Linked DNA regions of Sus scrofa: all the other regions are linked to region 3. Evidence: chromatin contacts called from public Hi-C, HiChIP or PLAC-seq and promoter capture Hi-C data. All regions are on one chromosome and are shown on one strand. Each heading gives the region's core, a stretch centred on a gene start, on an enhancer-like site or on the middle of the called end of the contact. The rest is flanking DNA. Distances are from core to core; before and after follow the strand shown.

The links. Promoter capture Hi-C pulls out the DNA fragments that hold promoters and counts their contacts. A called contact is a pair of places that touch in the nucleus more often than the background predicts. HiChIP or PLAC-seq counts read pairs in DNA pulled down with a chosen protein or histone mark.
Region 1: a Hi-C map of subcutaneous adipose tissue shows a contact between it and region 3, with 1.5 times the contacts expected there. The contact joins the enhancer-like site here to the promoter of RAP1B in region 3. A contact is called at or near these places in 3 of 5 promoter capture datasets (fetal liver and liver), 8 of 47 Hi-C or Micro-C datasets (alveolar macrophages, blood, embryonic fibroblasts and 4 more) and 2 of 2 datasets of contacts at active chromatin or transcription factors (alveolar macrophages and skeletal muscle).
Region 2: a contact with region 3 is called in a promoter capture Hi-C map of fetal liver, with 2.5 times the contacts expected there. The contact joins the promoter of MDM2 here to the promoter of RAP1B in region 3. A contact is called at or near these places in 2 of 5 promoter capture datasets (fetal liver and liver), 2 of 47 Hi-C or Micro-C datasets (embryonic fibroblasts and liver) and 1 of 2 datasets of contacts at active chromatin or transcription factors (alveolar macrophages).
Region 4: a Hi-C map of liver shows a contact between it and region 3, with 2.1 times the contacts expected there. The contact joins the promoter of SLC35E3 here to the promoter of RAP1B in region 3. A contact is called at or near these places in 1 of 5 promoter capture datasets (liver), 3 of 47 Hi-C or Micro-C datasets (blood, heart right ventricle and liver) and 1 of 2 datasets of contacts at active chromatin or transcription factors (alveolar macrophages).
Region 5: a contact with region 3 is called in an H3K27ac HiChIP or PLAC-seq map of alveolar macrophages. The contact joins the promoter of MDM1 here to the promoter of RAP1B in region 3. A contact is called at or near these places in 2 of 5 promoter capture datasets (fetal liver and liver) and 2 of 2 datasets of contacts at active chromatin or transcription factors (alveolar macrophages and skeletal muscle).

What each region holds. Positions count from the first base shown.
Region 1 is chr5:32,707,346-32,710,892 of Sscrofa11.1, reverse strand. All of the region lies in intron 2 of LOC102164628 (a long non-coding RNA gene), which reads right to left. Among named protein-coding and RNA genes, the nearest start is that of MDM1, 35 kb to the right of the region's middle. Within about 2 kb of position 1,827, at least 20 of the 83 cell types and tissues checked have an H3K27ac peak or open chromatin away from gene starts, as enhancers often do. A contact at or near this core is called in alveolar macrophages, fetal liver, omental adipose tissue and 1 more, where this site is marked.
Region 2 is chr5:33,103,115-33,106,991 of Sscrofa11.1, reverse strand. It overlaps MDM2 (MDM2 proto-oncogene), which reads right to left and starts at 1,274. Exons shown (of 11, transcript NM_001105303.1): 1 at 919-1,274; 2 at 101-185. The coding sequence starts at 181.
Region 3 is chr5:32,908,586-32,912,038 of Sscrofa11.1, reverse strand. RAP1B (ras-related protein Rap-1b) reads right to left here and starts at 1,858. Exons shown (of 8, transcript XM_005663969.3): 1 at 1,642-1,858.
Region 4 is chr5:33,047,349-33,050,911 of Sscrofa11.1, reverse strand. It overlaps SLC35E3 (solute carrier family 35 member E3), which reads right to left and starts at 1,719. Exons shown (of 5, transcript XM_003126366.4): 1 at 1,059-1,719; 2 at 111-221. The coding sequence starts at 1,460.
Region 5 is chr5:32,671,943-32,675,576 of Sscrofa11.1, reverse strand. MDM1 (nuclear protein MDM1) reads left to right here and starts at 1,953. Exons shown (of 16, transcript XM_013997708.2): 1 at 1,953-2,129; 2 at 3,151-3,265. The coding sequence starts at 2,112. LOC102164628 (a long non-coding RNA gene) reads right to left here and starts at 1,747. Exons shown (of 4, transcript XR_002344013.1): 1 at 1,625-1,747. LOC102164543 (a long non-coding RNA gene) reads left to right here. Exons shown (of 3, transcript XR_002344012.1): 3 at 387-679.

The sequences.
Region 1 (3,547 bases), core at 578-3,077, 200 kb after region 3:
AATAGTGGCAATCATTTAGTGATGTCTGCTATGCATGCAGGAGGGAGAAGTAACACCACAAGTGCTGTGTATTTGTTACCTTGGTTTAGGACATTCCTCCATTGCTCCTTGTGTTGCCTTTGGAAGTTGAGTGATCATTGATGCTCTGTAGCTTGTTTGGTGCTGGTCTGCCAGAACTGATTAATGGGAGATAAACTACTAACATTTCAGGCTGAAACCTATAATGACTTCCTTTTTCCCCAAACAACATTTTGATTTCTTGCTGGTAAAACTGAAATGTGCTTCTCATTGGACATTTGACAAACAACAGAGAAGCAGACGGATAGCAACAGCCCATAATCTCATCATTTCTTGGTAACTTTTAATATTTTGACTATGGATTTCTCTCCTTTGATCTGGAGTTATTTATTTTTAAATGACCATTTGTTGCTATATGGATCCTAGATTATAGGCAGGTAGTGTGGATGCAGAGAGACCAATTGGGAGGCTCTTACAGAGTCTAGGGAAGAGATGCTGGTGTCCTGGGCTAAGGGCTGACTAAGGGAGATGGTGAAAGGTTGTTGAATTGAGCAAATATTCTTAACAGAGAGGGAAGGGGACTTGTTGACGGACTGACTATAAGAAAGAAAGATATGAAAAGGGTGTTGTCCAGAATTCTAATCCCATTTCTGGTGAAATGAAGATCCAATTACAGAGGTAGAGAACAACAGGAGAGAAGCAAGTATGTGTGTTGGTGGGGGGTCGTTGTGGTGGAAATCAAGAGGTCAGTTTTGGATATGGGAAATCTGAATGGAAATTCCATACCCTGATGTAGATTTCAGTAGGTAGCTGCATATTTGGTAAAAAGTCTGGGGAAGAGGATGGGACTGGAGATTTAAACTTGAGGTTCATCAGCATAGAAAGGATGGAAAAGAGATGGGACTGGTCTAGGGAAGTTAAATGAAGATGGAGAGGAAGTCTGAGGACTGAGACCCCAGGCCCTCCAAGATGTCTCTGTAGGAAAGAGGAGGAGGATGCAGCATAGGGGACCAGCCAATCACTAGTAATAAGTCAGGGAGAAGGTGCAGTGGTGTGCTCTCTCTCTTTACACACACAACACGTACATACATATCTTACATGTATGTACACGTGTATTTTCATAGACTATGTACATTTTTACATAAATACAAGACTTTTTCATTTATCATGAGCATTTCCTCAATGCCCTTATAAAACCCTTTAAAATATTAAAGTATTCCATCCCTACAGAAGTAACCTTCCAAAGAATATTCTTGTATATACATCTTATGTTCCTTTAGATTCAATTCCTGAAGTGGAATTACTGTGGATATAAACATCTTTAAGGCTTTTGATACGTGCTGTCAAATCCCTCTCAGAAAGGTTGTACCAAGGCTGTACACTCCAACCGCAGTTAACTGAAGCCAAATATTTGGCAACCACTGTTACCTTTAAAAAAAAAAAAAAAAGAAATATATAATGCTATCTAGCCTTTTCCAATTTGCCTGGCTTGATTAATGGAGGTTAGTCATGCTTCAGTGTAAGGCTTCTTGTGCGCAGTCTGAGTGGTGATCAAGTTCATCCCTGCACCCAAACCTTCTTAAGTATGAAAAAAATGAATGTAAACATCACCCAACTCAGCCATTCAGGGCAAGAGAGCTGGGGACATGGAGGAAAGCGTGTTCCGGGCCAGCTTCTCTGGTGAGGGGTGGAGTAGATCTTGGTCAGCACCACGAGAGACTGTGTGGTTCCCACAACTCAAAATGCCTCCTCCCCTCCCGCCTGACTTCCTGTGGGCCCTGCCTGGGAAAGGGCGTGGTCACTGACAAGCAGAAGTAACTCTCATAAGCCTGGCAGTGAGAGCCCAGATGTGATCAGTGATGGAGTCCCTGTGAACAACCACCCCAATTGCCCAATTAAACAACAAACAGAGGGAAGCAGGCCGGCTGCTCACATCCAGTGCCCCTCGCTGACTAGGTGGAGCCATTTCAGTTCCTACTGGCCTGGTCTCTGTGTAGAGACTGTAAGAATCTTCTGCCCCAGGCTTTCTGGGCGTCTGTTCAGCTGGAGCGGAAAGACCCTCTGTGTTGTGAAAGGCAGTAGGGCCCGGCTTCTTTCTGTTGGTCTGCTGCATTGCACAGGACAATTGCACCACGCTGTTATGCTCTGGGGTGTGGAAACTGCAGATACTGAGGTGATAGAATCTGAAGAATGTGTGGGACACAAAGATAGGTTGAAGATGAGGATTGTGACAATCCTGTATGTAATATCTCTCATTTCATGAACATGCCAATAAGAACAGAAAATCTTTTTTAAAAAAATGTGACCCAAAGGAAGAAAGAACATCACAGTCCTCTGCTTTCTGGATGGCACCAATCTTTATAATATTTTCTACAATAGCCAAGAAAGGATTTCTGGGACAGAACAACCATGTAGTTAGCACATGCCCCATCCAAAGGAAACTAATCTGTTAAAAATGAAAATGGAAAGTTTTCAATGGACATAAGACTGGTATTCAGTTTCTTTTCTTTTCTTTCCTTTTTTTTTTTTTTTTTTTTTTTTAGGGCTGCACCAGTGGCACGTGGAAGTTCCCAGGCTAGGGGTCCAATCAGAGCTATAGCCGCTGGCCTACGCCACAGCCACAGGAACGCCAGATCCAAGCTGAGTCTGCAACCTACACCACAGCTCATGGCAATGCTGGATCCCTGACCCACTGAGTGACGCCAGGGATTGAACCTGCGTCCTCATGGATACTAGTCGGATTCGTTTCCACTGTGCCACAATGGGAACTTGCAAGGTACTCAGTTTATTAAGATGTTTTTCTTTTTGTCTGTGAGCCAGACAGCCTCTATTTCTCTTTTATTTATTTTTAAAAATTAAAGTATAGTTGATTTACAATGTTGTGCCCATTTCTATTGCAGAACAAAGTGACCCAGTTATATATATATTATATATATATACACACATATACATTCTTTTTCTCACATTGTCTTCCATCATATTCTATGCCAAGAGATTAGATATAGTTCCCTGTGCTGTACAGTAGGACCTCATTGCTTATCCATTTTAAATGTAATAGTTTACATCTACTAAACTCAGACTCACAGTCCACTCCACTCCCTCCCCCGCCCCACCCCTGTTGGCAACCACAAGTCTATTCTCTATGTCTGTGAGTCTGTTTCTGTTTTGTAGATAGGGGTGCCATATTTTAGATTCCACATATAAGTGATATCACACAGTATTTGTCTTTCTCTTTCTGACTTCACTTAATATGATAATCTCTAGTTGCATCCATGTTGCTGCGAATGGCATTATTTTGTTCTTTTTTTTACAGCTGAGTAGTATTCCATTATGTGTATGTACCACATCTTCTTAACCACTCATCTGTTGATGGACTTTTAGGTTTTTTCCATGTCTTGGCTATTGTGAATAGTGCTGCTACGAACATACAAGTATATATGTCTTTTTGAATTGTAGTCTTGTACAGATATATACCCAGGAGTGGGACTGCTGGATCATATGGTAGTTCTATATTTAGTTTTCTTAGGAA
Region 2 (3,877 bases), core at 25-2,524, 200 kb before region 3:
AGAGCCAGGCTGTCATTGGGTCTATGGAATTTAGCTAATCACCTTATAAGATTTAAAAAAAAAAAACTTTTGACGTTACACTGGAGACAAAAATACCAACCAGGGTCTCCTGTTCCGAAGCTGGAATCTGTGAGGTGCTTACAGCACCATCAGTGGACACAGACATGTTGGTATTGCACATTTGCCTAAGAATAGGGAAAAAAAAAAAACACGATAAAAACTTGAAATAATGAAACACCTGTGAAAAAAGACAAAAATCATATAAAAAGGAGACACATAATGCTTTACTCAAAGTAAAGCCCTTAGCAAGTGGGTCCTCACCTGGATCAGCATAAAGTACTTGCTACGCGTTGAAGACCACAGGTATCGCTCTCCAACAGCCACTGAATACAGCTGGGGAAAGGCACGGTTTAAATAGCCCCAACTGGAGACAAGTCAGGGCTTAGCTCCTTCTACTGCAGACTTAGGAACTTGTCCGAACTTGACCAGCCCAACAGGAAAAGCTGAGTCAACCTGCCCACAGAACCAGCCCAGTCTCGCCCAGACTCAGCTCCCGGTTCATACGAGCTACCGAACAGGCACCTGTCATTACTTTGACCCCCGGCCGGGAAGCTGCCGGCCGCCAGGCAGCGCCCCCCGCACACGTGACCTTTATCCCAGCTGTCGGCGGAGCCCCCCTCCCAGCCCCCCCCCGCTCCCCCCGCCCGCTAGGAGCGCCGGCCCGAAACCCCGCCCACCTCCCCAGCGACGCCGTCCTCGGCCCCTTCCAACAAAACCTTCACACACCCACGTGCCCCGAGCCCCCCACCACGAAATGCACAAAGGCGCCGTGCGGACAGAGGCGAGGGACGAGAGCGAGTCGGAAGACCCAAGTCACAGAGCAAACCCAGAACTGCCCACACGCTTCCAGGTCGATACCTGCAGCTCGCTGGGGTTTTCCGCTCCTGGAGTCGGGGGGAGTCCCGCGAGGTTCCCCAGTTCCCTTCACGGGGTGCCCCGAAACCCGAGGCCCTGGGCCTCGGCTACCATTCCACTCGCGAGGCCCAGGCCACCGGGGCACTCGAACGCACTAGGTCCGGGGAAGGAGGCTCCTGGCGGCGTAAGCGGCAGGACCTCGATCAGAGGGGTGAGGGCTACCCCTCGGCCTAGGCTTCTTGCTCCATTTTCTTTCCAGTCACACCGAGCCGCACAGGCCCCAGAAGGTGCCGAGCTGGCTGAAGTGCGCCAGCTGCGCGCCCCCTACTGTCCGAGCCCAGCGCGCCGGAAGCCGCGGCCCATCCGGCCGTTTGCGCGCGCGTCAAGGTTCCACCGCCTCCGCCCACTGAGGGCGGGGCTGGGGCGGGCTGCCTGGAGAAGGGGGCGGTTCTGAAGCTCGGCGCTCGGCCTGGGCAGCTGGAGAGGGGCGAGTTCCCTTGGGTTGAGCTCCGCCCTGGTCTTTCCCGCCACCACCTGGTTCCGCGCGCCAAGCTTGAGACTATCCTTCTGCTATTTTTGTATTTCGTGTGTTTACACCTCCCCACTGCGGTGGAAACTCAGGCAGATGGGTATCTAAGTGCTGCTACCGAAAAAGAAACCAAATTTAACAGCTGTGTGATATATTAAGCCCGCACCGCCAGCTGCTGGAGTTGTATAAAAATGACCTATTTCAAAACTTTTTTAAAAGTATGATTAAAAATAGCACAATATGGGCTTGCTCAGGGATGTATTCAATATTCTAGCCGGAGGAATAAGACTCGTGGTTACCGTTACAGAAGGGGCGGGAGATAAAGAAGGGTCACTTTCTACTTTAAGCGTTTAGAATATTTAGGTTTGTTTATATAATGTATGCATTCACTCCCATTAAAAATATCTATTTAGGCATTTAGGAGTTCCTGTGCTGGCTCAGCCATACCAAACCTATTATCCATGAGGATGCAGGTTCAATCCCTGGCCTCAGTGGGTTAAGGATCCAGCATTGCCTTGAGCTGTGGTGTAGATCAAAGAGGTGGCTCAGATTTGGCATTGCTGTGGCTGTGGTGTAGGCCGGCAGCTGCAGCAGCTCCCATTCGACCCCTAACCTGGGAACATCTATATGCCACAGATGTGGTCCTAAAAAGCAAAAAAAAAAAAATCTATTTATATATTAGGCACTCAGTACTGACTCACTTACTTGCCACTTTTGGCACATAGGTGTAGCAGTCTCCGAAATGAGCCAGGACACGAGAATTGAGCTGGTACAACCCAAAAAGCAGTCACTGCAAAGAACAGCTTCTTTTTGGGCCAGGAAAAAGTGAGTTCTTTATGAAGGAGGAATTGTTTAATAAAATTATCTTTCCTGGAGTTCCCTCTATGGCACATGGGTTAAGAGTCTGACTACAGCAGCTGTGGTCTCTGCCCAGGCTCGGGTTCAATGCCCCCACCCTTTGCCCAAGTGAGTTAAAAGATCCTGGGATGCCACAGCTATGGCTAGCTCTGATTCAATCCCTGGCAGGGGAATTTCATATGCTGGGGGTGGGGCCATTAAAAATAGTGTATCTTTCCCTTCTTCCATGCCCTAGCCTACTAGAAAGGAATCTTCCTTAAACATAGTGGTCACTTAATTGATTAATTTAATTGCTAATCTTATCTTCAGGGATCTGGTTTAGCTCAAAAAAATATCAGATCAAATATAGTGAGGTTTCTGGTTGTAAAAGGGTATGCTTGCCGCAGGATAAAAGAAAATCTCAAGAAATGGAGAAAATAGCATGAAAAGATAAATTATGCAACTTGGAAGGAGCAGTTAGTTATGTGCTATACGATTTCAAAAACAGAGTTGCTCAGCAAATATCTGGGCAGTTCACAAGAGTCTCAGAGAGAATCAGACAATATCTTGTGCCTTGAAGGATAGTAAGACAATTTAAGACAGAGGAGAATATTCCAGGCACAAGAAAAATATTACCCAAAAAGTCCAGAAGCAAAAAAGTAAAGGGCTGTTTGAAAAAGAGGAAGTAAGTTTGACTTGCATAAAAACCAAGAAAAAGAAAAAAAAAAATAAGAAATTGAGGTTCCTTAAATTTCAAGCAAAGGAGGCGTTCCTGTTGTGGTGCAGCAGAAATGAATCCGACTAGTATCCATGAGGATGCAGGTTCGATCCCTGGCTTTGCTCAGTGGGTGGGGGATCCGGCCATGCCGTGAGCTGTGGTGTAGGTTGCAGACGCAGCTCGGATCCCACACTGCTGTGGCTGTGGTGTAGGCCTGCAGCTGTGGCTCTGATTTGACTCCTAACCGGGGAACAACTTCCATATGCGGCAGGTATGGCCCTAAAAAGCAAAAAAAAAGAAAGAAAAGTCAAGCAAAGGAATCTGGGCTTTGGACAGTGTAGGCAGTGGACAGAGGGGGAGGATATATGCAGGTAAAATTGCTTGAAACTGTTGTTAACGGCACCACCATGAGCAAATTTATAAGAAGTCTGGCCAGCCTCCTCTGGACCAACTTTCCCCCTTCTCTTTGGCCCTGTTTTGAAAAAATCCTCTTGGCAGAATTAGTAGAGGAGAAACAAAGGACAGAATGGATAGGATTAGTCCTTTTCTAAGGAAACCAGAAATGAAAGGCAGAAATGAAGGAAGAGTGATGGGATTTAGAGTGTTGGGGGAAGAGATGGATGAGGCAAGAAATCTATCTTTCAAGGAACTGATAGTGAAAATTTACTGAGAGTACCAAGCACTTCCCAAGGCCCCTATGGGTGAACAAGGGGTCATACTCTGCTGTCCCAAAACCTGGCAGGATGACACTAAATTTCTAGCCAAAGAGAATAATGATATTGCTGACCAAAAGTCTGGAGGAAATGAAAAGTTGAGCAAGTTGCTGAGTTTTGGATGATGAACCACAGAACAAAGAGTTCAGTGGTAGAAAATGTGGA
Region 3 (3,453 bases), core at 609-3,108:
TTCCTCTCTTAAAACCTGGTAATGAAACAACCAAATGGTCCTTCCACACTGTTTGACTAAGTAAGGTGCCCCTCTTTTTGGAGTATGATGGGACTACTATCCTCTGGAAAAGGTAATTCATATAAAAAATGTCATTTTTTTCCCTCCAAATTCTCTATAATGGACAGACTACAGTCCTAAAAGTCAGCAAGACCACTGACTAGTTACCTTATCTTTTCTAGGCCTCAGTTTCCTCCACTGTAAAATGAGAGGGTGGGACTGGATGATCTAAATAGTCTTTTCCGGCCTTAACTTACAAAGTCCCATGACTCCATTATGACTCAAATACTATTCAAGGATCAGCTTTTAGAAGCCAAAGGAGCTTGAAGTTAAATGAACATCTCCCTTTTTTATGTTACTTCTTGCTAAGATAAGGTTTGTCAAGTACAAGCAGCACTATAATTGCAAAAAAAGAGGGTTAAAAATGAAGTTACAAGTTGGGAACTTTAAGTTATGAGCACTTGTTCTGTATTAGATGTTATGCTACTAGCAAAACAAAAATCTAATCAGGCTGAATCAATTGAAAAATATTAAAATCACAATCTCCATTTAGTGTCAACTTCTACCCCATTAAAAACGAGATTTCCCCTTACAGTAACATAGAACTGCAGAACAAAAATGTTCTAAACTAATAAAAGGGGGTGGGGGAACAGGCAAAGGGGAAACGAATCGTCTGCTTAAATTCACCAAGGATGATCTTTTCTCTAAAAGCCATCGGTTTTTTTCGGAAGAAAAATTCAGATGGCCCGATTCTCTGGGAATAGTTTTAAAAGATTCATGGCGCTGACAGTTTTAGAATTAGACACATCGAGATGGCGAAAAAGAGGACAAACTTCCTGGATTTTCTCTCCCTCTGTAAGAGAAAGAGATTTCCTCTTGCTGACGAAGGGAAAGGCCCCTTTAACAGTTTTTCTCTACGCGGTGGCTGCTGCCAGACTAGGTGGGGCTCCCTCCGCTGCCTTCCTCCTGCCACTTCCCGCAACAAATGGAGCAAGCCAACCCCGTTTCAGGCAAACTTTTCCCCTGTCAAGCTCAAGCCCGCAGGGCGTCGGAGAGTGGTTTCCCCAGAACGCTCCTCACCCCTGCTCGGGACTAGGGGAAGCTGGGTCTTCGCAAAGGACAACTTTCTGGTTTCCGTTCTAACTTGCACTCACACCCGGGAAGGAACGGAGACGGCGAGCGAGGGGGCCAGGGGCGGGGGGACGAGTCTTCCGGGGAGCTGTACGGAACGGCGGGCAGTGGGAGAGGCTGCGGCGGCTGCGGGCAGGAGGGAGCAGGCGGGTGGGGGGGTCCTCGGGCTCTCACTTCCTCCGCCATATTTCAGACATTTGACCCCTTCCGCAAAGCGCGCTGATTCCCCGCGGCGGCCGCGGCGGCTGGTCCCCACCGGCCTGGGAGGCAGCGCCCTCACCCGCACGGCGCCGGGCCCTCGCACCACCTGCCGCGCGCCGAGGCTGCCATCGCCGCCGCCGCCCGGGCCCCCTGACCGCCGCGCGCGCCCCGCCCGGCCCGCGCCGCACCCCACCCGCTCCCCTTAGCCGGCGCCCGGCCCCCGCCTCGCGCTGCCGCTCCCCTCTGCAGCCACGCACGCACTATGCTAACCTCTCACGCTGTCACCGGGTCGCCGCAGCCAGCGTCGCCTCGCGTTCCCTCCGGGTCGCTGCTCCCGGCGCCACGGCGGTCCTGCTGCTGCCGCTGCCGCCGCCGCCGCTCCGGCTGGTTTACACGCCTGACTCTGGGCGAGGTTTGGCGGTGTCGCCTTGACGTCAGGCGTTCAGCCTCGCTCTCGCTTCCGTCCGCGGGCGGGGCGCGCGGGAGCGCGGCCCGGAAAGGGGCGGGGCCTAGGGCGGGGCGAGGGGAGCCGAGGGGCGGAGTCTTCCGCGGCGCCGCAGCGCAAACCGGACGCGCGCGGCGCCCTTCGCGGCATTTTCTCAGCGGCGTTTCTCTCTGTTCCGCACCGCCCCGTCGGCCTTGCTTTGGCTTCCTAGACCCTAGCGGGTTACGTTGCTGCGAGGGGCTTAGAAACCCTCCGAAACTCAAAAGGTGCATCTAAAGCAAACTGTAATCCAGTCGCCAACACTACCAGTTGGTGGTCGCTTATTCCTTTGTGCTGGGGAAAGTAGCTGGAAAAGTAGCAAGGAGCAGTTTCCACACCCAGAGGTCCGGTGAAGGCTCCTAGGCTAGGGCACAGTCTTTTTCATTCTTGAAATGGTTTCTCTTGAATTGTCAAGTATCTTTTCTACCGGTGTCTTAACCCAGGACAACTCTTTCCAAATTACCCTGCCAAACGGAGTTAACTAACCTATGAGGCCAAACAACTTTGTACTCTGTACCTAAATCAGCTATTTATCTGAGTTAAATAGCATAAATACATGACTCTGGCACTTTAAAGGGTTACCCACAGGTAGGTTTATGATGTATTTACTGGGCAACAGAAAGCACTTTCTGTTCCCAAAATGCCTTGTTCTAAAAAAGGCAGTAACTTAAGAGAATTTACCATTATTAGAGAAAAGGCTAAAATTAGAACTACCCTTTATAAAAGGTATTAGCTTTTTTATGAAACTAAGTTTTGAAGGGCAAAAAGATTCAGAGAGAGCAAAGTGCAGGGAAAAGTAGGGAGTGAGAGGGTCATTAAAGACTTTTGCTTAGTTCATAGTTTAACTGCCTTGTTATAAGGTATGGCCCTAAGAAGAAAAAAAAAATGCTAGTAATTGAAAACTAAGTTAAAGGAATAATTAAAAATGAATTATAATTATCCTAAGTTTTCTGTATGTAAGTGCTTTCTAGGTGTTTCACAATTTAGGTTAATTGAATATGTTACATATTTCGGTAATTTCTCTTTCCTTAGAAAAACTTTTTTCTTTTTTTTTTGTCTTTTTGCCTTTCCTAGGTCCACTCCTGCGACATACGGAGGGTCCCAGGCTAGCGGTCTAATCAGAGCTGTAGCCGCTGGCCCACACCAGAGCCACAGCAATGCCAGATCTGAGCCGCGTCTGCAACCTACAGCACAGCTCAGGGCAACGCCAGATCCCTAACCCACTGAGCAAGGCCAGGGACCAAACCTGCAACCTCATGGTTCCTAGTTGGATTCATTAACCACTGAGCCATGACAGGAACTCCCAGAAAAACATTTTTTTTTAAATTAAAGTATAGTTGATTTATAATGTGCTTATTTCTGCGGTACAGCAAAGTGACCCAGTCATACATTTACATACATTCCCTTTCTTATGTTATTTTCCAACATGGTCTATCCCAAGGGACTGGATGTAATTCCCTGTGCTATACAGTAGGACCTCATTGCTTATCCATATTAAATGTAGTGCTTTGCATCTACTGACTCCAGACTCCCAGTCCATCTCACTCTTCCTCCCCTACCCCCTTGGCAGCCACAAGTCTGTTCTCTCTGTCAGTGAG
Region 4 (3,563 bases), core at 470-2,969, 140 kb before region 3:
TTCTTTCCAACAGTCTATTGTCTCTATACTGTATTTTTAAACCTTGGGATACAGCTTCAAAATTTATGCAATCTGCTAAAAAGGCACATAAAGAAAAAAAAATTACCAACCACTTGATAAAGGGATGTAACTAAAACACCAAGAGCAGCAAACACCATTCCAAGGAAATTAAACTTCACATCGTAATAAGAATTTAGGATTACACCTAAAGTTATAGGAATCTGTAAAGAAAAAGAGGTAAATGTGTTCAGATTAAATTCATGAGACATAAAATTAGTATCCCTTTCACCAAGTCTTACAAGGTTAATCACGAAAACATCCCTAGGAAACAATGAACTTCTATAAATTTTTTTTCCATTTGAAAATCTTATTTCTTCAAAGTGAAATAGGAAATTTCTTATTTATATTCACATTTAATTCTATTTAAAATTCCGGGTAAAATTATGAGTCAATGCATTGCACATTGCAAGAAAAAAATACATGTGTGCAGAGAGGAGTAAAATGAAGGACCCCAAAACTAGTGTCTAAAGAATATATAAACCAAAACGTATAACAAAAGCATTAAGATTTTGAATATTCTAAGTTATGACGTTCTGAAATTATTTTAGCCCATCTTCTTTTATTTAAAGACGTAGAAACCTCTGCAGATCGTCGCTGCAGACATACCCTGAGACATTTTATGCTAAACCTCTAACGTTTATTATAAACGTTTTTCAGTTTGAGCTTTTGCAATGAACCCGATACACTCATTTGCACCACTCCATACAGCTTTCTTTTCTTACCCATCATACATAGCATTTAAGGATCAAACCATAGTTATTAAAACTCACACAAGCACACTCTAATGGGCTAAAATCCCAATAGAGCGCCAAGATGGCTTTTCTCCACCTTCTCCAATATAAGCCTTAAGTTCACATGCCCAGAGATGACTCATGTGTGGATTTCAAGATCATGGGAAAGAGCGTGGCTCAAGGTTAACCATTCGAATTTCCCGGGGAGAAAGACAGTCCAGGAGGTAGGATGTTGGAGGAGTGCCTCGCCAAGCTGAAGCTACTCACCAGCGTGAGCTGTATTTTGACAGAGAAGGTTTTCTTGTAGAAGAGGGTCTGGATGACTATGATCACCGGTGTGGTCATGGCCTTAGCCAGCTGATAGGTGCCTATGGTGTTGTTCTGCAGAGATAAATTGGTGAAGACCACGAAGCCACAGAAGCTGAGCGCCAGGAGGAGGAGCTTGGAAGGCGGCAGACTTTTGGGGGCAAAGATGTCCAGCTTCTGGCAGGCATACAAGCCCAGCCAAGTGACCACGAAGTGCACCAGGGTCAGGCTCATGTTGGGGAAGCCGTGGTGCACATAGATCCATTTGTTGAGGAACACGATGCAGATGGACACCAGCAGGTTGAGCAGGAGTCCGGCAGCGATGCGCCCGTTGCCTCGCACTCGGTCCGCCAGCGATGCCATGACCCCCACGAAAGCTAGGGCCCTTCAACCTCCGAAAGGGGCGCTGGGACTGTCTCTGGCTGCCTTTTCCCTCCTCCTATGTTGCCGGGTCTCCGCAGACGCCGGCCTTACTGTCCAGCCGGGTAGAGACATGCAACCTTTGGGTCTCAAGCGAGCAGCAGCCTCAGCAGTGCACACACGCTCTGCCGCCGCCCATTCAGTCAGTGAGGACGCGGCAGCACTTCCCGCGCGCCCCGCCCCCTTCCGTCCTCGGCCACGTGACTCGGGGCGCCCGCGCTTCCGCCCTCGAACAGTGGTCGGAGCGGCGACTACCTGCGCAGGCGCGTTGAGCTCTGGGTGCTGAGAACTACAACCTTGGTACCTTTCCGGATTGCCAAAGCCTGGTGAGGCCATTCTGGGACCGGTTTTTCGATGTGTGACATTCCCCGTGTGTCAGTCAGGTAGACTTGCTAGACACCGTTGGTGCTGAGCAAATTTAGACTTTACCAGACAGGGGAAAGCATTACTTACCGAAAGCATATTTTTAAACATTTTATTTTAAAAATCCAAACATCCAGGGTAGATATAGTACAATGAGCTGTCATATATTAGTCATGGTTAGTAACTATTCAGATTTTCTTCTCGAATCAAAGTTTGGCTTCTTATTGTCCTAAGAGTGTCCATTTTACTTAAACGTTTTAATATATTTTGTCAGAGTTGTATATAGCAGTCTAACATTTTAAAACTAATTTCATCTGTTGTTGCATCACTTTATTTATTCTAAACATTATGCATTTGGGTTTTATTGTCCCTTGATTAGCCTTGTGGGGTAACTATCTATTTTCAAAGATTATTTCTGATTTTGTTTCATTATTTTTTTCATTTTGACTATTTTCCAATTCCTTCCTTCCTCTCTCTCTTTCACCACGCCCAGAGCACATGGAGGCCAGGGAGCTAGCTGGATCCTTAACCCACTGTACCACAATGAGAACTCCTCCCTCTAATGTCTTGTTCATTATTTTTACTTAAAAAAATTTTAATGGTGTACCCTTGTGGCTCATCAGGTTAAGGATCTGGCATTGTCACTGCTGTGGCACAAGCTTGATCCCCGGCTTGGGAACTTCTGTATGTGGGTGCAGCCAAAAAATTAAAAATTAAAAAATTTTTAAAAGATGAATTTAAAGCTGTGAGTTTCCCCCCAGAGAATACATTTGCCCAGTCTCCAGGACAAAGTAATCGTTTCATTGTCCTTAATGCCTTAGTCTGCTTGACAGTTTTAATTTCCTCTTTAAGAATTATGCAAATACTGAGCACCTGCTTTGTGCCAGGCGCTGTATTTGGCACTTGGGAGATAATGGCAAGTAAAACCAGACCAGATCCTTTCTCATAGATGTTACTAAACAATTACAGTTGATACTAAAAAGATTATAAGCCATGAGAAGTGTTCTGTAACAAAATATGATCCTATAAACGTATAATCACAGAACCGGATGTAAATTTTAAGAGGAAGAAATGGTCAAGTTGTTCCCCAAGAAAATGACTCATACAGGAGTTCCCGTGGTGGCGCAGTGGTTAACGAATCCGACTAGGAACCATGAGGTTGCAGGTTCGGTCCCTGCCCTTGCTCAGTGGGTTAAGGATCCGGCGTTGCCGTGAGCTGTGGTGTAGTTCGCAGATACGGCTCGGATCCCACGTTGCTGTGGCTGTGGTGTAGGCCAGTGGCTACAGCTCTGATTGGACCCCTAGCCTGGGAACCTCCATATGCTGCAGGAGCGGTCCTAGAAAAGGCAAAAAGACAAAAAAAAAGAAAGAAAATGACTCATACAGTCTAGCTTTCCTAACACAGTCTTCCCAGTATGCTTTTCTTCCTATCATGCCACCAAATTCTACCAATTCCTGCTGTAGTGGGTGCCTTTTCAATTTTTTTTATAAGTTTCTTGTATTTTGTTTTTTCCCCAATATGATTTTTTTTCCTACTGTACAGCATGGTGACCCAGTTACACATACATGTATATATTCTTTTTTCACCATTATCATGCTCCATCATAAGTGACCAGACATAGTTCTCAGTGCTACACGGCAGGATCTCATTGCTAATTCATTCCAAAAGCAATAGTTTACATC
Region 5 (3,634 bases), core at 704-3,203, 240 kb after region 3:
TATCTCAGCAAACTTAAGTCATGACGAAGTCATTTTTTTTTTTTTACCATCTGCTGTTTGGTTTTCTTGTCATTTGTTCCTTGCTCAGCAGTTATCATTGCCCTTGTTTGGCAGGCAGGCCACATTCTACATACTTGCTTTTACTGATTTCACCTTAGCAATAAGTGGTAACAAAGCTGTGTGTACAACCAGGGCTGTGTCTCTCCCACCCTGTAAGATCCAGGCTGCTATCCTGCAGAGGATTTTTGTTTTATGTTCCACTGTGTCTTGTTTGTTCCAGTCTTAATTTACACGACAGAGATGCTGTCACCACCAATTAACATTTATCAAGGGCCCCCTAGATGCATGGCTGCATAGGGACTGATTTAATATTCTCTTTGTTTCAGATATCAGGTGGCTCCTTCAAATGAATTTTTAAGTATCTCAGTAATGATGAAGAACAGAGACATCAATTAGGATTCAGAAGACAGGTCTCTGTAGAAAGTGCTTAAAGGAGAGCATCAAGGATTGGTATTAATATTTAAAAGTTTACAAGAGGGTATCCTTTTCTTCAGTCAACAAATGAAAAAAGTAAAATGAAACTGCATCCATTGTTCCTGGAAGAAGCCTGGCAGCATTCCATTCAGACATCTAACTTTTGATTGTCCCATTTTCCCTTTTTTTTTTTTTTTTTTTTTGTCTTTTTAGGGCCACACCCACAGCATATGGAGATTCCCAGGCTACGGGTCCATATGAGCTGTAGCTGCTGGCCTACACCACAGCCTCAGCAATGCGGGGATCCACGCCGCGTCTGTGACCTACACCACAGTTCAAGGCAACACCTGATCCTTAACCCACTGAGCAAGGCCAGGGATCAAACCTGCCTCCTCATGAATACTAGTCAGATTCATTTCCACTGAGCCACGACAGGAACTCCTCATTTTCCTCTTTACTTATTTTAGTTCTTCTAATCTTTAAGGCTCAGTCTGAATATTTCTTCCTGAGGCTTTTTCTAATCATCTCTGCTCTTAGGGATGCCTCCTTCCTCCAATCCCTATAGCCCTTATCATTTATACCTCTCATTTGGAAATTTAGCACATGACATACATTGTACTATCACTAAATAAATGTATATAAATGTATGTTCATTGTTCCCAAGCATATTAGAGAACTATCTGGACAATTTATTTCTTTCCCATTGTCAGGGCAACACAGCCTTCTGTCACTGGTATATCAATAAGAAGTATTTATTGATAATGATGGCAAAAGTCTGTAAAAATTAGGTGGAATTTTATTTTATAAAAAAAGGGTGAGAGGAGAGGCAAGGCTGAAGCTTCGTAAGTAAAGACTCACAAGCATTTATCAATAAAAGTTTTCTACTCTAGGAGCTACATGTACCTCTTGAGGTGGGTGTCGTGGGAGGCAAGAACATCACTGGAAGTCAGCAGTTTGTCTTTCAAGATTCAATAAAAAAAAAATTTTTTTTTCTGTCTGCCTATATTTTCTGGCTTATTCCTTTTGATGTGACAGTAAATACGGTAGCGTGGTTGTTACAGAACTGATATCAGAAGAACAGACCTGAATATTTTCATTTCATAAAAAGAAACATCCCATTCTGTCATACATGGTGGAAATATGAACACACCTTCTTGTTTTATGACGTAAGAGCCTGAGCCCAGCGAAGCCGGTGACACACCCATCTCCGCGGCAGGCAGACCCATTGCTGCGCGGAGGCCGCAAACTCCGGCGCCATCGACCTCTTCTCAGAACGAAGCTCCCGCGGGGCCCCGCCCACCTCGGTTCCGAGAGCCTCATTGGCGGGCCTTCCGCCCGCCATCTCTATCAGCTCTCGGGATTCGGTTGAGGGGGGCCCTTCCTCCTTTCGGGCACTGATTGGTCGAACTTAATGACGGCACGGGTTCTCCGAGCTTCTATTGGTTCTTAGGCTGCAAAATGGGCGGGGAAAGGCAGAGCGACAGGGTTCAAGGAAGGACGCGCCGAGTGCGCCGGCGCGTAGTCGGGGACGCCGGGCCGAGGCTTTTGCTAGGGAACCTACTGTTTTCGCCCCGCCCCCTCGGGGCTTTTTGTCCCGTTAACTGTCGGAGTGGCGGGGGCTTCAGCCGCCGGGCGACATGCCGGTGCGCTTCAAGGTGAGGCCGGGGTCCCGGGCCCGAAGACTGTTTGGGGTGTTGGGGCGGGGCGGGTGCTGGGCGCCAGGGCCTCGATGGCTTTTTGGGCCGTGCCCCTCGGCCCCGCAGAGCCTGCCTGCTCCCGAGCCTGCTTGTCACCATCCTCTGGAGGAGGCTCGTCTCCTCTAGCCTAGCCCCATCTCCACTCACACGCACTTCCGAGTTGCCGAGTAGAAGAGTTAGATGGTTTGAGATAGATTTATTTGGGGGGCGGGGGACTCAAGAGACGTGGAGATGGAAGGAGGGCGCTCTATAATGGGAACTAAAGTGACTTCAGATTGGGACAGCTGTGGACCACGTCACGGCTTAGCATTTAGCACTCCTCCCCACTTCTTTTTAAAACTTTAAAGTGCCTATGTCCTTTAAAGCCTTGAGAAATGAGAGCTTGACTAGATAGAGTTTAAGAAATACACATTATGCATAGTTGTGCGTTTAAGGTTTGTTAGAAATACCAGGTAGCTAGTAACTGTCAAGCAGCTTTCAACACAGCAGTTGACCCAAGTATTCCACAAACCCTGTCTTCTTTTATCTTGAGAGTTTGTATCCAGAATGGGAGGGAAATTTGTCTTTTGTTGGTTGACTTTACAAAACGTCAAAAGGGTCTAGACATAATATATAATATTGTGTATTCGGTGAGGATAGAGTAATTAGGATAATTATAGTGATGAGGATTTAGATTGTCACTCGTTATCAGACAAGAGCTCAGGCTTTGGCATCAGACAGCAGCAAGGGGGTAACTGCGCTGAGCCTCAGATTCCTAGTAGCATCTGCCTCAAGTGATTGTGAGGATTAAAGGATATAACACTATGAACTGCCTACTGCAGGGCTGGATAAATATTAGCTATTATTAAGGAGCTCTTCTGTGTTTAATTATCAATCTAAAGTCTTTCAACTCTTTTTAGAGGTTCAGAAATTATTTTTACTGATGTCTAAAACAACTTTCATTAATTGCCTTGACCTCAAATTGTACTTTGCATTACAGGGGTTGAGTGAATACCAGAGAAACTTTCTGTGGAAAAAGTCATATTTGTCAGAGTCCTATAATCCCTCAGTGGGGCGAAGGTACCCATGGGCCGGACTTAGGTCAGATCAATTAGGTAAGTCAAGCAACTAATTGGGGTTAAGTATGCAAAATGATTTATTAAAAAATTAGGAAGCATTGTTCAGTTGGCCTGTTTGACTTACTTGTTTAACAGATATTTTTTGTGAGGGTACTGTAGGCTGGGACTATTCCAAGCTTCTGGGGATATAGCCTGGAACCAGACAAAAACCCTTAACTGTGGGGGAAGACAGCTTATTAAATAAACCAGGGGATTTCAGGTTGTTATATAAAATTGTAGTCTGGTGTGATAACTTGGAAGAGGGGTGGGTTGGAGAGAGTACACTTTAGAGTCAGTGGTCAGGGAAGACTTTTGGAGGTGATATTTGGGCTGAGACATGAAAGCTGAGGGTGCACAAGTGTGGGA